Linked DNA regions of Danio rerio: region 1 is linked to region 2. The links are chromatin contacts, called in public Micro-C maps. All regions are on one chromosome and are shown on one strand. Each heading gives the region's core, a stretch centred on a gene start, on an enhancer-like site or on the middle of the called end of the contact. The rest is flanking DNA. Distances are from core to core; before and after follow the strand shown.

Region 1 (6,426 bases), core at 2,936-5,435, 250 kb after region 2:
AACAATGCAGCAACATCCGTTATTGGCGTAGAGCGCACAAAACTGTTGCGCATGGAAAAAAACTTGCAATGCTTTTCTCACCACTTTTGGAGCTGGTAGCTACAGTTGAAGCAGTGCACGAAGCCGGGGATGCAGAAACACTGGAAGATGCTTCCACAACAACACCGAGGCGCCGCTTCAAGTGAGATTTCAGATTAGTCGTACTGCCTGTGTATTTTACAGATGCGCGGCACATTTTGCAAATTGCATCTGTCCTGTCAAGTCGTTCATCCTTAAATCCATAATGTTGCCATACTTTAGATTTAGAACTCAGTGGGGAATAAAAAGTTTGTTTTGCTTCTCGCGCTTTCTGAGGGCGCACCACTAGCTTCATCCGCACACCTGATATACTGAGTTGTAGTGTAAGTGTACACATCCGCAAGTCCGTTGCTTAAGGCATACTTTATGTATGTACTTTATGTAATTTATGTGCCAAAAACAGGTAGACAACACTTGTTAATAAATAAAAAATACATTCTATATTAAAAATATAAGTTGTATCTTGGAAAAACCGATGCATCTCGCAAAAACCGATGCATCTCGATTTGCTTCCAAAATTTCATTCATCCTTTGCTGCTCTACCGATGCACTCGCATCGGCAACAACATTCACTGATGTAATACTGATCCCAAAAAATGGGATTTTGGGGGAAATTTAAATGCATCAGTGACAGTGAGGGATTACAACATGTAATGGTCAAAAAATGCTCAACTTGAAACATTCTGTTAATGTTTATGTCATGCAAACGACTCTAATTCTTACAATTTCACACTGTTGATCACAAAAGACAAAGAGACGCTCATTTTATTATGGTTACTACTTAAATTAAAAAATAACAAACAAATGTATTTTTTTATGGATTATACTTTATATAAATTAATGAATAACTGCAATTTATTTGTTTATTTGTTTGACAAGTAACTGTCAGGACACAAGTTATGTTGACAGGCCGATTGAATGTTGTGAGCTTTAACTCTGGAAAGTACATGGCCAAAATTCTTACAATAAAAATCATTAAGACTTCTGCAAAGCTCTATAAAACTAAGATTGCCTAGTGTAAATCTCTGTAGTGTAGTTTTAATTGTGGGAAAAATATTTCATGCATCAATCATGACATTATCATGACATATCATATGATGTATGATGACAATCATGACATATCATCATAACATTCGAAAAAAATAAAAAGTGTATGTACAGCTAATAAAATGAAGCTAATTTAAGCACATTACTTACATTATCAAATATTATGCAAGTTGTTTAGTGCTTTTAATTATTAAAGAGTTTACAGCAAAAAGAAATGCAAATTATGACCAAATCATTTTCAGAATTATGTGAAAAGACCCTTTACTAGACACAAAAGGACAAAACGCTTGTAAAAATGAATTGTGTAGCTTAAGAACTATAAACTTATAACTACTTAAGAACTATAAACTATAAACCCACTGGCAGGAAAAAAAACGGCAAAAAGAAAAGAAAGAATTAAAAACATTGTGTCCTCCCTTCACATGCAAAGATGGTGTTTGTATTAAAGCCATGGCAGCAAAACACAGGCTGTTTAATGGTACAAATTAGGGCTGCACAATATAATTTCAGCATCGATATCGCAATGTGCACATCCACAAGTCACATCGCAGGATCTGCAACGTAAAATCAGGATCACAGTTGAGTAGGAGTTAAAAAAAAAAAACACACACACACGATTGTCGGGTAATTGCAAAGTTTACCCATAAACCCAAAAAGTAAAGTATTGATGGCTGGATACTTTACTTGAAAGCTCAGATGCGATTTTCATAGTTAGCTTTGTTTACAGAGTTTAAAATTTACTGTATCATTATTGTTGACATCTTAAAGTTTGCTTTGTTCAGCGTTCACACTTTACCATTGCACACACATTGTAACATTACAATTATCAAGTTTGAGACTCTCTTTAAACACTTATGTGTTAAAGTTGTGTAATGTAGATAAACTAGTAATGTTGTAAATTAAAGTAGTAATGTTGGTCAATTAAAATAAGGTGGTTATATTAAAAGAAAGTTAATTTAAAAAATCATAATATTCCTAAATGTACTGTAAAAATGCAATAATGATTGATACCAAATGATATGAAACATGATATCGTGATATTTTGTTTGCAGTATTTTCCGGCCCTAGGTGCAGCCCTAGTACAACTTAGACTGAGGTTGTAAAATGGTAAAGAAATAAATAATAATGTACATGTGTTATAGCAAAAACAGGTTTCATTTGAATGTCTGACTCATATGTTTTGATCATGACAGCTTCTTATGATTTCCCAATCTGATCAGTTTAAGTCAAGGTAGTTAAAATTGACAAAGCCTTTTCAAACTGAGCAAGTTACATATGCCAATTAATTACACCTCTAGTCACCACCACTCACTCACTCACTGCATGCTCAGGTTTTCTCCCAGGATTATGTAATAAGAACACAATGGAGAGCATTCTCTCTGCCCTAATAGAGTATCCATGTGACTCGGTAGGCAAGGACAAGTTTCTGTCCGAGCACAGGCTGAAAGCTGATGTCTGGGATTCAGCCTTGAACTTCAGTTGAGATCATCTTTGTGAAACGCATTTAGATTTTTTTCACAATTCAACCACAACAACAACTGACAAGACGCTGAACAAGCAGATTTGGTTATGAAGAAAGTTTATTCAACTCACCGGCAGGTCAACACTGACATCTGTGCCGTCTAACAAAGACACTCGACAGGTGATGATGGACTTGGCATCTCCAGCAGCTGGGATGTGTGTTGTGGCTCGCTGGGCTTCCCTGAGTCGAGCTTTCTCAGCATGTTTGCGGATGGACCGCCTGCCCAGAGTCCGGCGTAGGAAGCTCAACATGTTTAGGAAGATCTGTTAGTCCAGTCTGAAACAAAGATCATATCCATATCCATTTAAATGGATAGTATAACTTAAAGCGAAAGTGATGTTGTCATTTTCTCACCCCTAAACTGTTTAAATTTCTTTTTATGTTAAACAAAAAAGATTTTATTTTGAAGAATGTTTGAAACTGGTTGTCATTGACTTTCATAGCTTTTTCCCTCCACACTACTGTCAATGGCCCAAGTTTAAAAAAAATTCTTCAGAATGAAGGCCTTTGTGTTCAACAGAAAAAAATAAACTCCTAATAGTCTTGAAGAACATTTTCACCTTGAGGTAAACTACTCCTTTAACTAGTTTATTTGTGCTGTCTTGCCATATAGTCATGTCATAATAAAAGCACAGACTGGCACCTTTTTTGAACATTTACCTAAGTTTTTGTTAAACAATTCTAGCTACTATTATGTAAATGACATCTGAAATAAGACAAGAAAAACAAGAAAAAACATCAGTCAAAGTCAAAACATGAATGTCCTCCTAACAACATTTTGGTCCAAATTCTATAAAACAATTTTATGCGGGAAAAATTGTCTAAATCTATAACTATTAATATAGTTTAACAAACTGCAACGTTAATATTTAAGAAAGTTACCTTTATGTTTTCTTTCTGCTTAAATAAGTTAACTTACTATGACGTGTTACTGTACTACGCCTCAGGTAAACATGTAACGTTAGCGTTTCGTTGTGTTTTGTTGCAAATTATTGTTAACAAGTTATATTAATTGAAAATACATCAAATCAATAAACAAAAAACGGCAAATAATCTGAAAACATCGTACAAAAGTCATAACGCTGTTGTCAGGCGTGAACGCGCAAAATCTAAACGGTTTCATTCTTCTCACGATCACGCGCTTACTGACTGAACTCCACTGACACCTGTTAGCTCAAGAATAAACTACGTATAACTTATATTCAATGGCGGAGCAATACATCGGGTAGTTATTTAATGATACGAGGAGCCAGAAATCATAATACAACCACGACCAGAGATAAATCAAATTTTGTCCCGAGATAAAGCGCGTCCACCTCAGTGATGACCGACTCGAGCCGTCCTCGCGCGCACTGTGCGAATCCACTTGTTGATCTTCAGCCCAGAGACAAAAGCGACACTCACTGCAGATTGACGAATATCCCGCCGGTCAAACGCTCCTCAAGCAGCGGCTTTTGTCAGTAAAACACTTTGTGTTTAGAAATCTCCATCTTCTACGCCGCAGCGTGCTTCAGTCGCCGTATTTTTGTTTGAGACGAGTGTAACAGATATTCTCCCTGTCCGAAAGATAGTGGGGTGGCTGTTTTCCCTCAGGAAATGACGTCACGTAAATCCCCAAAAGTGGATTTACATTTAAAGGGCCGGTGCGAGGTGAGAATGGACTGGATGCTTTCAATGCTTACATTAAGTACGTTCTTACAACGAAATGTAAGAAAATAAATAAATAGTGTGTGTTTTTTTTAAACTGTAATCACCCAAGGCGTGTATGTCTGAAAGGCCAAATAAAAAAAGTTACCAAATAAATATCATGAAGAATCCAGTTTGACATCTCAATCCAGTTTCATAGACAGTAAATACAAAATGAGTGACAGAAATCAAAATAAACTTCTGAACGCAATCTTAATGAAATGGTAATGGAGCAATTCCATGCAAATGTCAACCTTGCCATGAAATGAATTAAGTTTTCTAAAATATTGAAACCCTTTCAGTTTTTTATGAAAGCAAGTATTTCACAGTACTTTAGAAATACTCAAAAATGTTTCTGTCAGTGTTTTCGAGCTATTATATTTGATTTATCAAAGTCACACAAGTGCCAATTTCACATGATCCGACACATCCATAACGGAGAGAAGTCATCCATGACACTTTTTTTCCTCATATATGTAAAATATTAAATAAAATCAATCATGTTTTTTCTACAGAGAACCAACTCTTATCCTTTTGATTGTCAGTATCACTTTTGGCTTGTGCAGTTCAATTCACAGAAATTTTATGTTGTATACTGCAAACTTTTTTTGGTCACATCCACAACGCATGTTTATTTTCCTTATTTAAAGAACATGTTTACAGATTGATATTTTTCTGATCTTATAACTCTGTGGTCAGTTGTTCTGGAAAATATAAACAAATTGTTCAATATAATGTTAACATATACTTTTTATGTGAACTGACGTTTTGAGTTTTTACTGCAAATGTCACATTCATAATGCTGGAGTTGCTCAATGGATGACCAAATTAACACACTATGGTATTTATTTGCATTACCAATTCTACCTTCTTTGATGTTGTTAGTGATATAAGAAATTAATCATTCAGAATCATGTCAATTTTATAACTAAGTATTATAACATTTAAATATTGAATGTAGGTATTGATTAGTCTCAAAAGCTTAAACCAGTTTGAAAATGTTTACTTAAAATCAACAAACCCTAAAACTAAAATATAATTTGCAGGCATTTCAAAATGAAAAAAACTTTTAACAGCAAATGGTTGTTGTATGTATATTTAAAACATGTCAAATAATAAAAAAGCAAGTGTAAATCTAAACTCAAGACTCAACTAAACAAATAAACAAACTTTCTAGTTACAACATAGCTCAGTCAGGTAAAGGTGTGCAGCATATATTTTTTTCCAACAGCACCACCAACTGGTAACTGAAGACGTCAAACTGCTGTATCCTCACAAAAGATCGTGTCAAGATCTTGAAGGAAGTAATTAAATCACTCAATGTAACCATGCACACAAATCTCAACACATCCTTACACAAACCAACCCATATCACACAACTTATTTTTATTTAAAAGAGTTTCTTTTTAATATACAACCTTGTATGTACACTATAATATTTTCATAAAAATGGACAAGTGGCACAAACTTGACCTTCCTGTTATTTTCAGCAAATAAAACGTTAACACCAGTCTACAGTTGTACATCTTTTGTTGAAAAAGTGCTGTCTTTCCCACAAGGTAGAGGGCCTGTATTTTCTCCCAAATTGCATGTTGTAATCCTGTATTGAATGTCTTTTGGTGTAACCTGTAACATGTTGAGCATAGAAACACATTATTTGGTCCTAAAACCAAGGTTCTCCAGCAAGTGTGATCACAACAAAAATGACAAATGACTGACTGTAAAAATAGATAGTACCTTAGAAAAACTACATGTATGGACAAATTCAGCTCTGCATGTAACTAGAGATAACCTGTTAAACCGGACAATGCATCACACATTTCATTCGAGAGCGTTATGATTAAAATGTCTTAAAACAGCAACATCTTATCACGAGAAACCAATGTTATTTTGTCAAAATAGATGCAAATGCTGGATTCAATGGATTCTAAACATGTGATCGAAAAACTAGGGCTCAATTAAATAAATGAAATATAATCAGATGAATGAACCAGATGTGTTAAACCAGGCCATTATTTAAAAAAAAAACACACACATACAGACGGCAGAAACATACAGTAATAACACATACTGGACACACTCTCCACGTGCTA
Region 2 (6,494 bases), core at 1,546-4,045:
TCTATCTGATATGTGCTCAGAGTGGTTATAACTGCTATCTCACATTAATTTATTCTAATAGCTGAAGCAAGAACTTCAGCCCTACACAAGCACTAAGGTAACTGGGGCTAGTACTAAGCTAAAGGACCTGTTTGAAGTCATACCCTTTCCAGATAAAGAGAGGTAAACCAGTGCACAACACACTTGGTGAATAATTAATTTGGTGTCAATAAGCCTGTACAGAAATATGCTTGTCACATTTAATTTTCTATAGATTTATTTGAGTATGTGTTGTATTTAATCATTAACAAATTACATTTCACACATTTTGTTTTAACCCTTTAAGTTGCTGTCCAACAGACAGCTCCTATTCTATTGCTTATTTATTTATTCTTGGTCTAAACCTGAATTTATCTTAACAAACTACATATCACCTGCATCTATCAAATCTCATTTTCAAGTCTGGAGACAAAAAGTGGGTTGACCATTAAATAATCTTTGATAAAAAATGAGTCTAATATTTTTAATTATATTCTATTGTGTCATTTAAGGATTGAAACTATTCCCATAAAGGAACAGCTGAGCGTCAAGAACATACTTGGCTTTTTTCAGACGTTTTCCATGTACCAAGCATATCTAAGAGCCAATCCAAAGGCTGCAACTGCACTGTTGGAGAAAACAGCATCACGGTAATTACATTTTCTTTTACTGGCATGCAACAGTGGTGGATTGGAACAAAAATATATATAACAAGTGTCTTCTTGAGAAGACGTTGGGTTAGGATCATGTGTATATTATACACAATATTGATCTGTTTATGACTTACTCTGTTTCAGAATTCTGGAAGAGATAAAAGCAACTTCAACAGATGCTAAAGTTGACTTTATGTGGGAGTATTACTGTGTGCTTGCATGTAAACCTGAGTGATACATGATTCAAATCACATGATACACCTCTCTTTTACTGTAATTACAGGTGTTCAGCCACTGTGGTTAAGAATGTTTAATTTTGCTTTGTTAATCAAGTTAGCAAATTTGTGAGTGAACAAAGCCTGTATTTTTCATGATTTCACATTAAAAATTCAGATTACAACCACTGAGTATTTGCACTATCCTAATGTTCATTCAAAATCATTTACTGTACAGAATACTTACATTAATTGTAATGTAGGCTAAACAATAAAATCTGTTTTTCTTATTTTCTTCTGGTTGTGTTGTTTGTTCATATGAAGTTTTATAATTGTTCCTACACAAATGTTTACTCCTTCTACACAACCTGACAAAGGTTATTGTCGCCTATCCAAGTTTTAGGAACAACAAAAAAAACTTAACTTCTGGTTGATCATTTGGTATCAGAAGCTTATATGAAAGGCAAAAACCTCTATATTGTGCTTATTTTAACTAAATAAAATTTGATCATGGCTTGATTTTTAATTATTTAATTAAGAGAGTAAGGTCTGACTTTGCTTAGACAAAAGTCTTGTCACTTAACATAAAGGATGTACAGTATAGAACATAAAGTCATGGTGCAGTGAAAAAAGAATTAATATTGTGTATGACTCACATGAGCTTGGATGACTGCATCCATACATCTCTGCAATGACTCAATTAACTTATTAATTAGAGTCTTCTGAAATGGCTAAGAAAGCGTTCTTGCAGGACTCCAGAGTTCATCAAGATTCTTTAGATTCATCTTCAATGCCTCCTCCATCTTACCCCAGACATGCTTGATAATATTCAACTCTGGTGACTGTGCTGGCCAACCCTGGAGCACCCTGACCTTCTTTGCTTTCAGGAACTTTAATGTGGGGGCTGAAATATAAGAATGTGTGCTATCTTTCTCAGGAATTTGCCCTCTCCTGTGGTTTGTAATGTAATAGGCAACACAAATGTCTTGATATCTCAGGCTGTTGATGTTGCCATCCAGTCTGCAGATCTCTTGCACACCCCTATACTGAATGTAACACCAAACCATTTTTCCTTCAAACTTGACTGATTTCTGTGAGCATCTTGGGTCCATGCGGGTTCCAGTAGGTCTTTTGCAGTATTTGAACTGATGATTGGAACACAGTTCAAACAATTTGTTGGAAAAATCTACCTTCCACTTTTCCAAATGATCAAATAGAAGTCAAGTTATTATTTGTTGCTCTTACAACTGGGATCGACGACAAGACTTTTGTCAGGTTGTATAGGCTTTGTTAAAATGTGAATAAATACCTCATATCTATTTCTACAAAATTTAACATGATCAAACATTCAAATATGACTTTTTTATTACTGTTATATAAAAAAATGATTTATGTGTGAACATTGTACACAGATTTTGAATGCGTTAAGCAATATTAACATATCTGTTGTTTTTAAATTCTTATTTGTTGTTTTCTTAGCCTGCCTACTTTACTTTCACAGGAGATCTAACAATTAAAACTAAATGTAGGTGGCTATCAAAATGATTTTGGGGTAACCTGAGTATAAAGAACAAAAAAAAAAAATTCATTCGCTCATATCAATGTGAAAATTTTACTTTATCCTCCCAGCAGGCATCTGGTTTGCATGGAAACCTTTAATCTTTTTCCAGTTATTTCTCGGGAGAAGTTGATTAAATCTGAAAGGACTTTTACTCTTGTCCTCCACTGTGAATATGAGGGGAAAAGTGGGTGTATGTGGGTGTATGTGAGGCACAAGTCCTCATTAGCAAACTGAGCATGTTACTTTTGCCTCAAAGGAATGTTTTAAAAAGCTTTGCACAAATGTCTCTCAATGAGGAAAAAAATAAGCAAAGCCTAAAACTTGAAATGGCTCCTCCCCTCGTGTCCTACTTTCCTTGTCCTTTTGTGTGCTGACAGCTCAGTTCCCTTCAGTTTTCTCACTCAAAGGAGACTGTACATCTGTCCAAAATGGCTGTGCGATTATTTGAAGGCAAAGAACATGCAAACTCATACTGGAAGTATCGCATTTCACCCTCAGAAGAGCTCATTGGCAAAGTTCTGCAATTTCACAGGAATAATGTAAGATTTTTGTAATGACTGTTTTTTCATTAATTTATGATCCATTCAATGTTATTTAGCTTACATTTGAAGCACTGCTTTATCTTCTTCTTCTTTATCTCCAGGAATATTCATCTAATGGCCTGGCAGTAGATGTTGGCTGCGGGTCAGGACAGGGAACGTTGCTCTTGGCACCACATTTTACACGTGTGGTTGGGACAGATATTAGTCCAGCTCAGCTGGAAATGGGAAGGAAACATGTTAACATTCCAAACGTTTCTTTCAGGTATGCAAACATGAAGTAGTTGATTATTGCTGTAATCTCTTGTTGCCGTTTACTGCCAGACGTCCAAAGGAAAACCAAAATAGTGCGATCGCCCCCTGGTGCTTGGCTACAGTAAATGTCGTGAACTCTGACCTCATAAATTGGAACATGAGCCCAAAGATTAAATGTACATATTTCACATCTATCTTATACCGACATAAGTTTGCCTTAGTTTTAATTATGCTCTTTAATATTGCTCCAGTTTATGAACATTATTTTTCATTTTCTTTATAATGTACTGTGGTTGTATATTTTCACTTTTCACATAATAATAATGATAAAAAAAACTTACCTTAGTAAAGCAAAAGTAAGCAGATTGTAGTCTATATGATTTACCTTATTAGTCAGACCATACATGGTCATTTTCACAAAAAACTTTTCTTTTAAACAATTTGGCTACAGCTTGACTAAAGGAGTGACGAGTGTTAATCTGAGACTCATAAACTACGTTCATGGTCTGTTCATGATGGATTATGTACCATGTTTTTGTAAAAATAGATCTTACCTATTTTTATCCCTGCTAATGTATCATATCAAGTAGACAAATTAATTTGAAATTGTTGTTGTTTATTTAAATGCATTTCATTCATTTATTCTTTTAGCAGATATAGACTATTTTTATAAAATATTTATTTAACCAATATGCATGTCCAGCCTCCAGCGTGTATTTCATCAAGTTCAAATGTTTCATATTTTACTCAAAAATATTCACATTTTTGCATATTTTATGTATGCAACTTTTCAGGTAGTTTGTATTTGTACATTTTTATGTAGGTTGTATATGCATTTTATTTTAAATCATTTGAATATTTATGTAACAAAACATTAAAATAATAGTTGTAATGTATATGTAGTTATATTTATTTATGTGTTGCTTGAATCTTTTATTTTAAAAAAAATATTTATTTACAGCAATAAGAGTAATTTTATCAAACAACTCTGGCACTTTTAGTCAAAAGTTAACATTAGATGTCTTAACAATTGCAACATAGAAATATTTAAGTTGTTGTATTTATTTATTTAGTGGTAATATATTTATTTAATGCATGACGATAGTGCTGGTTTGTTTAAGTTAGTTTCACCTATATACTATGCATGCTACTGTTTTCACTTATTTGACTCAAAGGGAGAGTCCAGCTGAAGAACTGCCCTTTGAAGATGGCTCTGTAGATCTTGTGACGGCCATGTCTGCGTTCCACTGGTTTGACCATTCACGTTTTCTTCAGGAGGCCGACAGAGTGCTCAAACCTCATGGCTGCCTCGCACTTCTCAACTACACACTGGACATGGAGCTAACTTATGGAAACTGTTCAGAAGCATTAAACCTCATTTGTAATGAGGTGAGAGTCATATATTTCTCACAATGATTGCCAACTGTCTGAACATTTGTCTGTGCAACAATGAGAACGTTTTGAAATCATCTTATATAGCTCACATGACCTGTACTTTATGAGCGACTGAAATGTTATCTAATCTTTTATTAGATTATACTAATTAATCATTTGCTCAACAAGCATTTTATAAGACACATAGTTCAAAGATCACAATAACATTTTATGCATGCAGGTGTTTCTAGCTTCATGAAGCATATAATAATTTACCTGGACTCTCAACACAGTAATAACCAATTCAGTATGAGTCAGTGCTTTCAAAATGAAGAACAAAACATGCTGTCTGAGCTACGGATTTATTCTGGTGCCTTGAATCATTGTCATGCTTTGTGACTCATGGGTGCCCTAATGTGCATCTCCTGCTTCAACCTGCAATTCACTTGTAAGAAAAAAACAGTGATCCATGCTACATGCTGTACTGTATATGATTCACCGTGTACTTATGTTATATTTGTCACATTGCAGTTTTATGCAGCTCTGCATCCTTTACGGGATCCTCATCTGGGTCCCAGCTCTTTTGAACTGTACAAAAGAACATATGACTCTCTGCAGTACCCAGTCAAAGAATGGTAATGTATTATAACAACATATTAACTTTGCAGTTAGTTGGTGAAGATGGTTTAAAGTGCAGTTAGGTTTGTTAAACTATAAAGTAGAAGCAGTGTTGTGATGTTATGATATTTAAAAGGTTGCTTGTTGGACCTTTAGTGTCTTATTTGCTTTATCAAATGGATGTCACAAAATAAAAATATTACAGATGAAATGTTTTTCATTTAAATATAATGAAGCCAAAAAAATATATATGTTAGATTAGTTGTAGACTGTTAGAAAAGTAAAATTAAGTGTCGTCGAACATTAAGCAGATAGTCTCCCGACAATCAAATGACAGTTAGTTGACATGGAGTTGACATGGATGATCTAAAGAGGACCATCAAAAGTGCTACCAAAATTTCAGTGCTGTTACTTCACTGTGAATAATAATATGGCTGGAATGTTTTAACAAAAAGTTGAAGCTAGACTTAAACAATTCTTGTCTACAGGCATGATATGTTTGGGGTGAAGAAGGCAGTCCCTCTCTCTGGCTACATTGGCATGGTGAAGTCTTTCTCCACATTTCAGACACTCCTAAAAAAAGATCCAGAAGAGGCCAGACGGCTCTCGCAGGACATTGAAGATAGGTATTAGAGTCTTTCCACAGCTCTTTATTTTTTGGTTTCTGTAATATATTATATAAGTGTTTTACACAATCTCTCTCTCTTTTATTTCCTCAAACTGTCTTTTTCCTGTAAAGACTGAAGCGTGCGATGGACGTGACATCCTCAGAGACAGAAGTTATCATGGGAGTTAAATACTTTTATTTTCTGGCACAAAAGCCTGCAAATGATTGATGCCTCATTTACTGTAGATGAACAGACCTTAGTATTAATCATACATTAATTCCTGATGTGATTGACTCACTAATTTCCATAACATTACGTTTTGTAACCTTCAAATTAAAGCAATAAATTATCTTCAGCAAGTACTGCAATTGTTTTGTTATGGTAGCATCTGTAAAAAAAAATGTAATCTTGTGTGTTACGACTAACTGTTTATTCTTCGCACACACCACACATTGAATTCTAATCATCATCTTTGAAAATTCACATTCACAACACATTCTTTATAGGTTTATAATTGTAGTTTTAGTTTTATTAAAAAGCTAGATTTTAAAATTGATTTTGAATGAATCAATAGACCCAGATAAAATGGTCCTTGTCACTACCCTTAAGCAATCATTTGAAATCGTTTTGTATTTAAAGGATCATCCAGCAGG

The links. A called contact is a pair of places that touch in the nucleus more often than the background predicts.
Region 1: a Micro-C map of caudal fin shows a contact between it and region 2, with 12 times the contacts expected there. The contact joins the promoter of epb41l5 here to the promoter of zgc:162780 in region 2. A contact is called at or near these places in 2 of 18 Hi-C or Micro-C datasets (caudal fin and an unstated tissue) and 2 of 4 datasets of contacts at active chromatin or transcription factors (caudal fin and embryo).

What each region holds. Positions count from the first base shown.
Region 1 is chr9:30,606,817-30,613,242 of GRCz12tu, forward strand. epb41l5 (erythrocyte membrane protein band 4.1 like 5) reads right to left here and starts at 4,186. Exons shown (of 26, transcript NM_200089.2): 1 at 4,052-4,186; 2 at 2,719-2,923. The coding sequence starts at 2,898. It also overlaps a transcript of ptpn4a not described here.
Region 2 is chr9:30,362,446-30,368,939 of GRCz12tu, forward strand. zgc:162780 reads left to right here and starts at 2,796. Exons shown (of 6, transcript NM_001044784.1): 1 at 2,796-2,986; 2 at 3,091-3,251; 3 at 4,417-4,630; 4 at 5,147-5,250; 5 at 5,722-5,859; 6 at 5,973-6,180. The coding sequence starts at 2,876. The coding sequence ends at 6,069. zgc:162396 reads left to right here. Exons shown (of 6, transcript NM_001044782.2): 4 at 62-162; 5 at 531-668; 6 at 816-1,174. The coding sequence ends at 906.